Linked DNA regions of Pan troglodytes: regions 2, 3 and 4 are each linked to region 1. The links are chromatin contacts, called in public Hi-C and HiChIP or PLAC-seq maps. All regions are on one chromosome and are shown on one strand. The core of a region is the stretch at or near the end of the contact, and the rest is flanking DNA. Distances in the headings are between cores, read along the strand shown. Region 1 holds the start of QKI (QKI, KH domain containing RNA binding). Region 2 holds the start of PRKN (parkin RBR E3 ubiquitin protein ligase). Region 3 overlaps PACRG (parkin coregulated). Region 4 has its middle 690 kb from the start of QKI.

What was found. Hi-C and Micro-C count contacts between places; a contact is called where the count stands out from the background. HiChIP or PLAC-seq counts read pairs in DNA pulled down with a chosen protein or histone mark.
Region 2: a contact with region 1 is called in an H3K4me3 HiChIP or PLAC-seq map of stem cell-derived excitatory neurons, with 6 times the contacts expected there. The contact joins the promoter of PRKN here to the promoter of QKI in region 1. A contact is called at or near these places in 1 of 7 Hi-C or Micro-C datasets (stem cell-derived neural progenitor cells) and 1 of 1 datasets of contacts at active chromatin or transcription factors (stem cell-derived excitatory neurons).
Region 3: a contact with region 1 is called in a Hi-C map of stem cell-derived neural progenitor cells, with 10 times the contacts expected there. The contact joins the enhancer-like site here to the promoter of QKI in region 1. A contact is called at or near these places in 3 of 7 Hi-C or Micro-C datasets (induced pluripotent stem cells and stem cell-derived neural progenitor cells), 1 of 1 datasets of contacts at active chromatin or transcription factors (stem cell-derived excitatory neurons) and 1 of 1 other capture datasets (stem cell-derived neural stem cells).
Region 4: a contact with region 1 is called in a Hi-C map of stem cell-derived neural progenitor cells, with 7 times the contacts expected there. The contact joins the enhancer-like site here to the promoter of QKI in region 1. A contact is called at or near these places in 2 of 7 Hi-C or Micro-C datasets (induced pluripotent stem cells and stem cell-derived neural progenitor cells) and 1 of 1 datasets of contacts at active chromatin or transcription factors (stem cell-derived excitatory neurons).

Annotation. Positions count from the first base shown.
Region 1 is chr5:175,499,405-175,502,709 of NHGRI_mPanTro3-v2.0_pri, forward strand. It overlaps QKI (QKI, KH domain containing RNA binding), which reads left to right and starts at 1,520. Exons shown (of 8, transcript XM_016956760.4): 1 at 1,520-2,140. The coding sequence starts at 1,999.
Region 2 is chr5:174,819,041-174,822,442 of NHGRI_mPanTro3-v2.0_pri, forward strand. PRKN (parkin RBR E3 ubiquitin protein ligase) reads right to left here and starts at 1,902. Exons shown (of 12, transcript XM_054686972.2): 1 at 1,661-1,902. The coding sequence starts at 1,667. PACRG (parkin coregulated) reads left to right here and starts at 1,536. Exons shown (of 9, transcript XM_054686975.2): 1 at 1,536-1,676; 2 at 2,160-2,391. The coding sequence starts at 2,236.
Region 3 is chr5:174,948,524-174,951,952 of NHGRI_mPanTro3-v2.0_pri, forward strand. The region is part of intron 3 of PACRG (parkin coregulated); the gene reads left to right. Among named protein-coding and RNA genes, the nearest start is that of PRKN, 130 kb to the left of the region's middle. Within about 2 kb of position 1,283, at least 19 of the 24 cell types and tissues checked have an H3K27ac peak or open chromatin away from gene starts, as enhancers often do. A contact at or near this core is called in induced pluripotent stem cells, stem cell-derived excitatory neurons, stem cell-derived neural progenitor cells and 1 more, where this site is marked.
Region 4 is chr5:176,188,361-176,191,856 of NHGRI_mPanTro3-v2.0_pri, forward strand. No RefSeq gene overlaps it. Among named protein-coding and RNA genes, the nearest start is that of QKI, 690 kb to the left of the region's middle. Within about 2 kb of position 1,426, at least 8 of the 24 cell types and tissues checked have an H3K27ac peak or open chromatin away from gene starts, as enhancers often do. A contact at or near this core is called in stem cell-derived neural progenitor cells, where this site is marked.

The sequences.
Region 1 (3,305 bases), core at 270-2,769:
AGTCTAAATGTTGGAAATCCACCAAACTGCAGAGAAAGACCTCTTGCCTCCGTATTCTTTCTTCATCTGTAAAAATGTTGACTTCTGCTTTTCAGACTACGCGCACAGGCTCTTTATTTCCTACTGCGGCTTCATTCCCTCACGGAACACTGACGCCATCGCGAAGGAAGCATTTCGAGCACGACTGACGCTCCCCTTATTATTTGCTAAGCCGCTGCGCTCGGGTCTGGCTACGATTTGCTTTCGGAATAACGGGAAGGTGCAACAAGATCGCTTCCCTAGAGGCGCGTCGCCCGCGTGGCCCGGACCCCCCACGCCCGCCCGCCGCCCCGTGGGTGCGCACGCGTGTCCGCGCAGGCTTCCCGCCTGGCGAGTGCAAGGCTCCTCTCCGCCGTGCTGCTTTCCAGCCTCTCAGATCACGAACACCGAAAGAAGCCACGGCGGCGACGGGAGGGGCGTCGCGCGTGCTTCCCTCGGCGACAAAGCGGGAGCCGGGCGCGCCGGCCGAGGGCGCCCGGCGCAGAGTCCCGCAGAGGCGGACGCCGCGGCACGCGCCTCGAAAAGCCTCAAACTCTTATCCTCGGCTCTCCCGCACCACCTCCGCCCCGCAGCCAAGACCCGCGCCGTGGCGGGCCCGACGGCCAACGAAAGCCCACCAGCCCTCCGCACCGTGGGCGACGGGCCAAGACCCGGCCCTAAACGGCCAGACCCAGCCCCTAGTCGGCTGCCGCCCCCGCCCCCGCCCCACGCAGGCGCGCTCCGGGGCCCTCCCCTCCCCCACCGCGCGCACGCGGAGCCCGACGGGGGCGGAGCGACCCTCGGAAGGGGCGTGGCGACCGGGCTCGACGCGCGCACGCGCTCTGGAGCCCCACGGCTACGTGTCGGGCCACGTGATGCCCACCCCGAAAGTCCCCCGTGAAGCAACAGGACGTTAAAAAAAAATTTCTCTTCTGCGGGGTGGATAAGAGGTTCTGAAAAAACTATAGTAACGGGAGGCGAGGCGGAGGCAGCGCTGGCGCGTCCCGCTGGAATTCCTCTCGCCTGCCGCGCCAGCCCCGACCGCGCCCGCAGCCCCACCCGCCCCGTGCCGTGGAAAGCCCCGCGCCCCCCCCCGCGGCCGTCGGCCCCGCAGCCCACACCCACCCGCCCCGGGCGCCCCGCACGGCGGCGACCCAGTCCCTGCGCCCAGGCCCGCCGAGCGCCGCAGTCCGTCACGCTCCCGTTGCCCCCGTCGCCCGCCCCGCCGGGGAGGCAGGGAGGAGGGGGCGCGGCGCCGGCGGCTGCCCAGGTCGGGGGGCGGCGGGCAGCGGGAGCGCGCCGGCCGGGACCCGCTAACGGCCGCCGGCCCCGCCCGCCGCCCGCCCCCGGCCCTCCCCGCGCCGCTGCCCCTCCCCCCGCCGCCGCCGCTGCTGCCGCCGCCGCTGGCAGCGCCGCCTGAACTGAGGCGAACTCCGCCGCCAAGTGAGTGAGGAGGAGGAGGAGGAGGAGGAGGAGAAGGAGGAGGAGGAAGAGGAGGAGCGCAGTCGGAGCGCGGCGGCAGCGGCAGAGGCGCCGCGGCGGGGACCAGCCCAGAGAGACCCCCCGAGCCCGCGGCACAGGCGGCGGCGGCGCTGAGCGGGCTCGACCAGCCGAGCGAGCGGCGGCCCCGGCTCCTCCTCGTCCGGCGCCAGCAGCCCGCGCCCCGCGCCCGCACTCGGCCAGCCGAGACCCGCCTCCCGCCAGCCCGCCGGCCTCGTGAGGGACGCGCCGAGCCGGGCGGCCGAGAGCGGCGGCGGCTGGGAGCGCGTCGGGCCCGGGCGGAAAGTGCCTGCGGGGGGCGGGCGAGCGCGCGGTGCCGGCCGCCCCGGGGCTCGGCGCGGGAGCCAGAGCGGGAGCCGGCGCGGATTGGGACGCCGGGTCCCGAGCGGCCCGCGGCCGGGGCTCGCCCCCGCCCCTCCCTCCTCTCCGGCGGCGGCGGCGGCGGCGGCGGCGGGCGGAGTGAGCTGCGGAGCCTGGAATATGGTCGGGGAAATGGAAACGAAGGAGAAGCCGAAGCCCACCCCAGATTACCTGATGCAGCTGATGAACGACAAGAAGCTCATGAGCAGCCTGCCCAACTTCTGCGGGATCTTCAACCACCTCGAGCGGCTGCTGGACGAAGGTGAGCGTCTCCAGGGCCCCGGCCCCGGCCCGACCCCCGCCGGGGCGGCCCCTTTCCCCGCTTGGGATGGTGGGGAGGGCGGGAAGGTCACGGCCGGGCGGGACCGAGCGCCGGGGGGACTGGGAGGCCCGGAGGGCGCACAAAGGAGGTGCCGGGCCGGGCTTGCGGCGGGCGGGCGGGCCGGGGTGGACCCGCCGGTGCCGGACGCCCCCTGCCCGGCCGGGACCCCGCGCCGCTGGCGTCCAAGTTTGCGCGCTGCGGAGGGCTGCGGGGTGAGCCCTGCGGCCCCTCTAGCTTTGGCGGTCACATTTCCGAGAGGTCGGCGGGGGCTGCGCGGACTCGGTGGTCCTCGCCGAGCCCTCCCGAGAGCAGGCCCACGCCGCGCCGCCGGCCTGGAGGACGCGTGTCCCCGGCGCGGGCCCCGCTCCTCCGCTCGGCCTCCCGAGCCTGCTTTGCGCGGACCCCCACCGCCCCGCGTTCGGGATCTCTCCCCTCCCGTGAGGACTAAAGCGGGGTTTCGTGGTTGGGGAGTTGGTGCAGCTGTTAAACACTAAGTGGAAGTCAGTGTGGGGCTCGTTAGTTTAAAGAAATTCCGTAGGAGACCGAAATTATGCTGGCGTAGCCGACAAGGAGGACTAAGTGACGGCGAAAAGCACTTTTTTCCCTTTTGTTTGGGGAAGCGAGAACTGTTAGGGAGTTGAACTTCACTTTTCGGGGGTGGGGGTGGGGGGTGGAGTGCGAAATAACGCGATGACAGATCGGAGCGCAGCCTGAGTTAGAAGAACTTGGGCGGAGGGTTTGCTGCCGGGGACGCAGCCGCCTGAGTTTGTAGGACAGGGTTTCGAGACGTTTGGAAAGGGCGAAATAAAATTGAGCCAAAGTTTCCAAAAAGCTGTATGGAGCGCTGCGGGGAGTGAAGAATGACAAGAAGATTAATGTTGACCAACTCTGGAATTTCCTTAAGAAGTTCTCATAGCAGTACCTGAAGTATTAATTTCTAGTAGCTGTGGGTTTCTGTGGACGCCTAGAGAAAAGAAAGACCACAAAAAAAGTCTGTTTCGAAAATCGACTAGCCAGGAGTTGTTTTTTTTTTTTTTTTTTTTTTCTGCTTAGAGGCACCACCGGAGGACTGTGTAAAGGAAACTGAAAACTACAGGTTGAAGAG
Region 2 (3,402 bases), core at 652-3,151, 680 kb before region 1:
ACCTTATATTCTCCATGTCATTACCAGTAATTGATAACTGTTTAATCATCAACTCCAAAGATATTTCTTCCTTATTGGAAGAATTCCAGATAAAACTAAACAGAACTGTCCAAACATATTTCATCCTAATAAAGTTATTTATATAATCACTTATTAGGTCATAACTTATAACTGAGTAATGTTCTTTAGATCTTAAGTGCTTGTCTTTATATAGCTTTACAATAAATTTGTTTCTCTTAAAATTATCTGTGCACTAGGTTAAGTTAAATTAAAATAAAATGTATTTAACTGTCTTCAAAATAAGGTATAGGCTATTTTCTTCCTGTAGACTGACAGCACAGATATTGGAAAATCTCTTCTACTTGGTTTTCTGATTCAGTTCAAACTTGTGCTTGCAAGTGAATCTTACGTAAATGTCACCTAAAAAGAGCTCAAGAAGACTCATAAAAAATATTTTTTTCGTAATTTGATTAACTTTCAAGTCATTCACCAAAAGTCAGACCATGCTAGAAAGGGAAGAAAAGTTGGATAACATTCTTGTTTTACCACAAAGACAATGCCAGTTAGCTGGCTTGATTCTCCCACTGATGGGGAGAATGTTTACATTTTAACAATAACTTCACAAATAAACAGATGTAAGAAGTGTTTTCAGTGCATAAAGATCACATATTTTATAAATCCACCTCTCATCTTTCTTCTGGACAGACCACATCTGACTTCGAACGTACTTACTGCAATCAAAAGTGTTTTGTAAAGGACCCTCCTCAGGAATAAACAAGCTCACTAAACCCTCCAAACATAACCTGGAGAAACCTCCACAATAATGAAACCCCATCTAGCACTGTTTTTTAAACATACGGTGCATTTCCATTAATTTTCAGGGATAGCCCCTAAAGTAACTTTTGGCTCAACAACCCTGGAAGAGAGGAGCTTTGCTCATCTTACACATCAAATGTTCATGAACAACTCTGATGCCACTAAGTTTCGTTCACAAACTTGCACCTCGGTCGTTCTTTAACAAAAAAAAAAAATGGTTATTTTGCAAAAGGCAATAGATTTAATCTTGGCTACTATTTAATGTTTCTTTCATCTCAGCCCTCCAATGAGAAGTTTAAAAGGAAACATCCGAGGGAGCAAGTTTAGATCTATCTGGAGGAGTTTCTGTGGAGCCAGCCACCCTCACCAGGTGCCTTCCATTAGAGTTTAATGCTTTGCTGCGGTTTCCTGAAAGAGCCCCACAGAGAGTGGGTCTCGATGGGTCCTGAACCGCACCACAACCGGCCAGTGAGGTGAGGGGCGAAGGTGAGGGGCGAAGGTGAGGGGCGGCGGCGGGGCGAAGGCTTCGGGACCCCACACGGTCCGGGGGACCGCGAACGAGGAGCGGGGGTGCGGGGCCGCCTGGCGTCCCCGGCGAGGCGGTCTTCATGAGAACGCTCAGAGCAGGGGCGGGCGGGCGAGGGCTTCGAACGCACACACTGGGGCCCCGGACCCGCGTCGCTGAGCTGGGGAGCCCGGCGGCGCGGGCCGGGGACGGCACGGGCACTTTGGCCCCGTCATTGACAGTTGGCACCGGGGGTCCTGGTCGGCCGAGGCGGGGCGTGGCGCCATACCGGGGCGCAGGGCGGCGCAGAGAGGCTGTACCTGGCAGGTACCCACGTACCTATCATGGTCACTGGGTAGGTGGCGGCTGCGGGCCAGGAACAGGCCTATGCGCGCAGCGGCGCCAGCCGCGCCTCCCACCAGCGGCTCTCCTGGGTTAATCCTCCAGGCCTCCCCGCCCCAGCGCCCGGCCCTAGGAATGCGCACGCGCGGAGGGTACGCGGCCCAGGGCCTGCTGGGAGTCGTAGTTCTAACGCGTAGTTTCTCCTCACGCCTCCTGCCCCCAGCCCCCGACCGCCGCCCTTTCCGGCTTCAGGCCCAGGAATCTTACGTCACCGGGGGGGCGGGACTATGCGCCCGCCGTGTTGACCAGTCGCTTAGCAACCGGGAGGCTTACCTTTGGAAGCTTGTTGCAGCTCTTGCCACGGTCCTGCCCTCTTCCCGCCCCTCCCCTCCCCTAAACTCCCTTCACCTAGGAGCTGCCAAACATCTGGATCAACCTGGGCACTACGAGGGGTTGAATTTCTACCATTATCGCGCCTTTTGATATTTTTTTCCAGACCTCCTGCTCACATCCGTAAAGCCCACTGATTCTTTTACTACACTTTTTATGAGAACAAGACATTTTCTAGGAAGATGGTGGCAGAAAAAGAGACCCTGAGCTTAAACAAATGCCCAGACAAGATGCCGAAGAGGACCAAGCTGCTGGCACAACAGCCGCTCCCGGTGCACCAGCCTCACTCCCTGGTTTCTGAGGGCTTCACAGTCAAAGCCATGATGAAAAACTCAGTCGTAAGTGATCTTCCTGAATTAAATGCACTCGCTCTGAATCAGGGGACACGAGATTTACAGAGGTTGGCCAGCCCTAGGATGGACTCTGAGCCCATGTCCTGGGTGGTCTTTGCCAAAAAAGGCAGTTACTTGGCAAGTAGCAAACGGTGCCCCACAGTGTGTGGGGGGCAGGCTAGGTTGTTACAATCTTGGGCAAGTGATGTACTCTGCCCATTTATAAGCACCTTCCTGATAACTTATGGTTTCTGGACCGCCCAAAATTACTCTTAAGCTATTTACACGAGGAAAAAAGATCCCCTTTACTTACTAATTCCTAACTAGCCCCACTCAGCAAAGGGCCTTATAGAAGGTGAGTTCTTAGAAATCATAAACTCTTGCAAAATTTAACATGAGCTGATATACAACCGGGAACATAAACTCATGAAATAATCTATAATGAGAAATTTCTTCACTTCAACCTAGGAAATTTTAGAATATCCTAGCATTTGCTCTAACAACACTTGTCTCTTACAAAATGATGTCATCTTCTTAGAGTACTGAAAGCCAACTTAATATGAACACTGTTTCCTGACAGGCCTTTTAAGATGATGTGCTTTAAACAATACAAGCTTTAGCTCATATATCTCTGCTACTAATACAATTCATATTTCATCTCTATTATTTGTAGTAATAAAAATAAAATATTCTAAGTATCATTAGAGAAAAAAGATTAAAAATATATACAAATATTTTAGCTGTCTGCATGATAGTATATATATTTTAAACCTTCCTATTTGTTAAATAGCTTTACACTTGGTATGCTAAGACAGATTTTGCTACTGAGTAAGCACCTGTCTGGGAATGAGGCATTAAATAATAAATGCAGCTTTCAAATTTGTGTAATTTACACCCTGGGAAGATCTGAGTTATTACATGGCAATTCATTATGTTAAATGAATAGTGTTGTTTTCCAGTGTCACATTATTTCCTTTGCTTATAGGTTGCAAACCTGATAACTTATTCCTAAACGAC
Region 3 (3,429 bases), core at 33-2,532, 550 kb before region 1:
TCCATAGGGCGTAGCAGTTCCTGGAGCACAGTGGACACTGGGTGGGAGACAGGTGATTTAACTGGCCTTCCTTGGGCACCAGTGAACAGATGTTGTTGCTAGTCAGTTATGGCCCCTTCTCACGGAGTCCAGGTTCAGGTTCTGCCCCTCATTTCTCAGACAGCGTCCCAGGCCACCTCCACCCATGCCGGACTTTATGCCTTCCTTGACCGGGAGGGCCACTTATCCTTGTTCAGGTCCAAAGCTGCGAGTTTGAGTTTTGTTGTTGTTGTTATTATTGTTGTGTTTAGAGACTTGGTCTGGCTCTGTCACCCAGGCTGGAGTGCAGGGGTGTGATTACAGCTCACTGCGGCCTCGAACTTCTAGGATCAAAAGAGATCCTCCCACCTCAGCCTCCCGAGTAGCTGGGACTACAGTAGCGTGCCACCATGCCCGGTAATTTTTTAAATTTTTTGTAGAGATAGGGTCTCACTCTTTTGTCCAGTCTGGTCTTGAACTCCTGGCCTCAAGCTATCTTCCCACTTCGGCCTCCCAAAGTGCTGGGATTATAGGCATGAGCCACCGCACCTGGCCTAAAAGTGCATTGTGCATATAGCCGTGGAAGTGCTGAATTGTATTGTTATCAGGTACTTTAATAGTGATACATTTAACCGGCTGTGTGGCCTTGGGAGAGTCATTTCAACATGATGAAGGTCCAAGCCCAGGAGATGATCAGAGAATCATCCCGAGTCTCCTGCAGCCCTGGAGCATCTTCTGGTAGCAAATAATATAAACAGGTATCTTAATAGGTGAGCGGCACGTCTCGAAGAAAAAAATCTCTCCACACAAATGGTAAAGGTCTTGAAGGAGCACCAGATCTGTAGCGCGTGCAGCACCACACTTTTCATATATGATGTGATTAGTGTAAATGAGTAGTTGATTTTGCTTCATAAGTCAAATGATGATTCTTTTACAAATAGCCGTTTGAATAATTCTTTACACCTGCTACTTAGCCATAGTTTTGCTGGAAGGATTGAGTTTTCTTCTGAAGACACAGCACTACTCTGAAGCTTATTTCCCCCTGAATTTTGTTTTTCCCATTTTTGGCTGAGAAGGCATCTGGAGTGACTCCAGCGGGTTTACCTAGGTTTTCCCTGAAGAGGTTTAGGTGATTAGACAATAACAGAAGGAAAAGTAGAGTTGCCAGTAGGTGGCTCACTGTGAATGTGCTTGGGACAGGATCAGACATGTCACCCCTCCTCCACTTAGCCTTTGTTTTCAATCCCTGCTGCTTTGAGCCTTTTTCTATAATGTCTGAGTCATTTGCAGGGGGGTGGGTAAAGAGGGGAGAAAGAAGAAAGCAAGCAAGCAACAGCCTTTGAGCTCCGGAATAGCAAAGGCCCCCATCTTGCTCCGAGAGTTCACAGAGTATAGCCCAGTCCGAGTTCTCTTTTCCATGCACACTTGCTTGTTCTTTTGTTCCTTGTGTCCTTGGCAAAGACTGAAAGAACTAAGCCTGTAATACTTGGGCCCTCCCGTGTCACTTAAGAAATAATAAGCCATTGTCCTCATTAAGCCACCCTTGTTTTAGCAAATAGAATCCAGATACTGGAGAGGGAACATTTTGAAGGGAGGCAGAATTAGAGTAGAGATGCTTTACAAAATTCCCTAGAGAAACTGCTTTGTTTCTCCTATTTTATTGCTCCTTACTGAGAAGATTCATATTCAAATGGGTTGGGGTTGTGAATAGTGGCTTGCACATTCTCATGCACCCAGGAAGGCTATGATTATGGCTAATTACAATGAAGAATGAAGCTCTAACAAGAGTGTTCCATCAGATTGTCATTCATGCATGAAGTAACTTAGGCTGGCCAATGGAGGTGTGATTTTGGTAATTACAAACAATGTGGCTATTTGAAAAATGCTTAGTAAATCTGTTCAAGACAAAATAAGGTCTAATTAATCACTTTAGCTCTGAATTCTCCAGATGATCCATTTGCTCTGTTTTTTTTTTTTAAATTTAAGGTCTCTTTAATAAACTAGATCTAAGATATAAAATATGTTCTTGTTGCCCACACTTAAATGCAACTGTGTTACCTGTTTCAAAGGCTTCTTAATTCTGCCAATCATGTTGCAACCTGCTTTTAATGCAACTTGACAGAAGGCTTTTAAAAATAAATGCGTGTATATTCTTCTTGTTACCTGACAAGAAAATGGTTTATGAAAAGTTACTGTAAAACATTAACTATTAATTTAGAAGCCATATTGGTATCATCATTGTGCTGACATATATTAACTCTTGAATATTCGGTGAATGTTGTGTTTAGCACTTAAGTAATGTCTAACTATATGTATTAGTTTGTTTTCACACTGCTATAAAGAACTACCTGAGACTGCATAATTTCTAAACAAAAGAGTTTTAATTTACTCACAGTTCCACATGGCGGGGGAGGCCTCAGGAAACTTAACAATCACAGTGGAAGGCAAAGGGGAAGCAAGGCATATCTTACATGGCAGCAGGAGAGAGATAGAGAAGGCGGAAGTGCCACACTTTTAAACCATCAGATCTCATGAGAACTCACTCGCTATTATGAGAACAGCATGGGGGAACTGCCCCCAAGATCCAGTCATCTCCCACCAAGTCCCTCCTTTGACCCATGGGTATAACAATTCAAGATGAGATTTGGGTGGGGACACAGAGCCAAACCAATCACTATATTATAGGGGAGAAAAAGTAATATATTTTCCTTACCTATCACAAGGTTCGTGGCTGAGACCCTTAGAGCAAAGGACAGAGTAACAAGAGAAAAACATCACATTTATTTAATAGAGGTTATGTGACGTGGGAGCCTTCAGAAATGGAGACCCAAAGAAACAGAGATGTGTGTACTTTTATGGACAGGCATGCAGAAGTAAGACTGGAGGATGAAATGGCATGCTCCGATCGGTACAAACTGGGGGCAACTCAGGGAGACCTGATTGCCCAGTTTCTTCTCCGTGTTCCTGAGTGACATTCCTTCCCTCCTGGTATAGGGCAGTACTCCTGTCACATGAGGTCTTCAGGGAAGAAGTGAGGCAGCAGGTCAAAGAGTGGCCTTCCCTGCGGTCATGGCCTGTTTTAGGGAAGAAGGGGTGGAGGGAATTCTAGTTTCCATGCCTACTTCAGGAGACAGAGGACAGGAGAAGTCACAGAGACCCTCCTGCTTCTGCGGCGTTTTCCGTTTTCTTGAGCTTAACACAGTACACAAAGGTGCTATATTTTGGAGTATCATGTTCTGAGCCCCAAAAATATTCTACCTTAAATAATTGGAGGCCTCCATGAAGGCACAATGATGACATAGGAACTTATGCCTCTCTATCATTTTTTTTTCAGTAGATGATTGAAGCGAAGCTGTTTTATGCTTGTCTCTTTTCCCATTTGCCATTTTTGTACCTTTGTTCTCTCACCTA
Region 4 (3,496 bases), core at 176-2,675, 690 kb after region 1:
CCCCCTCCTCCACCTGCAGGCCCCCCTCCTCCACCTGCAGGCCCCGCTTCTCCACCCGCAGGCCCCCCTCCTCCACCCGCAGGCCCCCCTCCTCCACCTGCAGGCCCCCCTCCTCCACCTGCAGGCCCCCCTCCTCCACCTGCAGGCCCCCCTCCTCCACCTGCAGGCTCCCCTCCTCCACCTGCAGGCTCCTCTCCTCCACCTGCAGGTCCCTCTCCTCCACCTGCAGGCTCCCCTCCTCCACCTGCAGGCTCTTCTCCTCCACCTGCAGGCTCTCCTGCGCCCCAGGTCACTACCTTGCTTTCCTTGGGTTCCTCCAGCACTTGCTGCACATCCTGGCCAGGAGTCTCAGTATCTGCTCTTCCCTCAGCCGGGTCCTTCACATCACTGGGGCCTCAAGTCAAAGGCCATCTCCCAAGACGCTTTCCCTGGGAAGTCACCAGGTTTTGTCTCTAGCTGCCCTGCTTTGTCCCCTTCCTAGGCATTGTTTTTTTTTTTTTTTTTCTGGTTTATGACAGCCTTCCTGCAGAGGACAATGGCTCCTGGGCAGCTGCGACCTGCCCTGAATTTCCATTCCTTTACCCCAGAATCTATTATAAAATAGAGCCTGGTGCATTCAATAAATATTTGTTGAATGAATAAATAAATGTTATAATCCCCAGTGACAAAGCAAAATCCATTATTATGTGTGTTAAATCTTTCCTTTGCTATGTTTTCAGAATTAGATTGATAGGAACAGAAAGAAAGGGTTGATTGTTTTCTTATTCTCCTTCTGTCTCGCTCTCTCTCTCTCTCTGAAAATTACAATGGGAGAAAAAAATAAGAGGACACTAAATGCGCACTGTTTCTTCTAAGAACATACTCCAATTAGTGGCAATACTGTGAAAAGTAGGCAAATGGAGAAAAACTCTTTCCTCCCCCTAAACAATCTTCCACTTTTCCCACTTTTCTCTCTCCTTGATTCTCTGTGTAAGGAGCTGGTATAACCATGATTCAGAAAACTCCAACCCAGCTGCAAATGAACTAATCATTTGTTAGGAAATAGACCTTAAACAATGAAAATAGACTTTTCCCCTTCCAACTTCAAAAGTATTTCACTGTTTTTCTCTTCTTCTTCCAACTGCATAATCCTCTGCTCCAGCCATGGCCCCTCCCCCTCCTCCCCAGGTGGTCTCTTTGTGTTAATGCAGGGTCATAGCGAAGCAGTTGCTTCTGATGTTCTACCAAATTCCATTAAAAATGAAACATATATGTTACTCCGATTTTATGTCTTGTCAGTCAGAAGCATGGGACACATTTTGCCGAAGGGGAAAGAGCCGTGGAAGCCAGGGGGTTAAACTCATTTTTAATTTGCCCACAGATGGATGCACCCAGCTTTTCCTTTATCTGAGAAGCCTACATCCATAGGACTGCAATAACAAATATCCAGGAAGCTGCATTCACTGTGAAATTCAACAAAGGGAATTAGCCACAGTATGTGAACAGTAACTTTAAATAGCAGAAGCGACAAAGAGAACTGTGGCTGATAAATGAAAACTAGTAATTACAATATTAGTACCCTTTCCACATTAAGTTTCTAAGCCACATTAAAAGGTTGCTCACAATTCCACTTTTCCTTTCTCTCATCAAAATAGAGCAAAATAAAATATAATAGAGACAAATTGCCAGCATAAAATATTCTTACACATAATGCAATTTCTAACTGTAACAATTAATTTTAAAATATTTTTTAAAAACTTAAAAATATTTTTATAAAGATTATTTTACCAGGCCAGCCCCAAGGGAAGAAGCGAAACAAACCTCATTTTTCTCAGCCTTCATCCAGGAGGAATGGACTGTAGCCTTTCTCTTTAATATTTAATCTAAACTTTATTAATTTTTTTTTAAAATAAAAAGATTCTGTGTCTAATTTATGCTCACCTCCAGGACTGCTCTAAAGCATGGCTCATGTGATGTAAGGCCTACATAAAATGCCATATTATCTGGAGCTTGCTTTATTATCATTTTAGTTTAGCCATATTTTTCTTTCTTAGCTTTAAAAAGCATTGATCTGAAGCAAGCCCTTGCACTGAAACTGTCTACACTGCAAGAACGCTATGGAAAGGAAAGCAGAAAAATAGCAGGGCTTCTATTCTCTGAAGACCCATCACCAGGAGCTGCAGGCTACCATCATTCCACTTCCCACCATTCAGCTGATGAGAAAGTAAAAAGGGTGCCCCAAGAATGGTTTTCCATATCAACAGCCTTCAGAATGAGATGCACTGGGCCTGTCTCATCTAGTTCTCTGTAGTTGATTCTTCTCACCTGATGAACTGTTTTCATTCTTGGCTGAACATTTTAAGAAGGCCAAAAATAGTCACATGGGTATCCTAGCATCATAAGTGAAATGAAAATCAATAGGAAGCTGCAGATGCTTAGAAAACTAATCACTTAAGGGACACATAGTGGACCTTTAATCCTTTGAAGGCCTGTCAAGAAGATGAAGTAGACTTATTCTGTGTGATTCTAGAAGGGTAGAACTAAGATCAACAGGTGGAAGTTGCATGATGAAATATTATAACCCAACATAAGAATTTTCTCGCAATTAGACTCGTTTAAAAAATAAATCGATTTCCTTGCAAAGTAGGCAACTCCTGATCCCTGGCAGGGCCCCAGAGTCATGGACTGATGCCACTGTCCGGTGTACTACTGACTACTGAAAAGTTTGGTGCCTTACCACATGGCAGAGATTGCTATTTGTCCACAGAAATTCAGCCTTTCCCAACCACAGAAAACACTTGTCCCTAAGAAATGGCTGCTGAGCTGGCGACCCCACTTCTCAGCCTTGTTTCCATACCTCTTGGGTCTTGTGAGACGTTCTCACCATGAGAATGTGAGCAGAAGCCATATTGTCATATCTGAGCCATAGTTGTTAGGGAGCCGGTGGCCATCTTCACCCTCTCCTCCTCCATCTGCGGTTTGGATGCTGATGACTTGGAGTCACAGGAAGGAAGGAGGCTCAGGCCTTGAAAGCTGCTCACAGACCAAGAACACGTGCACTAGATGGATATATAAGCCAGAGTTAAGCCAGTGTAATCTGGGGATTTATTTATTTTTTACAGCAGCCACCATTATCCTAATAATGTCTTCTTCCAAATGTAAAGAGAGTGTTGATTCTCAGTAAACATGTGTTATTTCTGAAATTTATGAATTACATAGGAATTCTAGAAATTTCTCTTTTCAGGCATTGCCACCAGGACAAATGGTCAGGAATCTGACTTGTTTCAGCCCTAGTTAAGAGCCCCTGTCGTGGATAGTCTAAGCCAAACCTTCCCAAACAGCTAAAATGGAAGCTGTAATTCAGCAGGCACATAGTTCCTTACTTCACACGCCCTCTGAGTCATTTTTAGGCCTTGGGCACCATATAGACCTTGAGCAGCTTGGGGGACACTGGGTCTTGAATTGTTTCCTAATTACTTTAATTTTTATTGAAAAAAAATGGGGCCACAGGCAACAA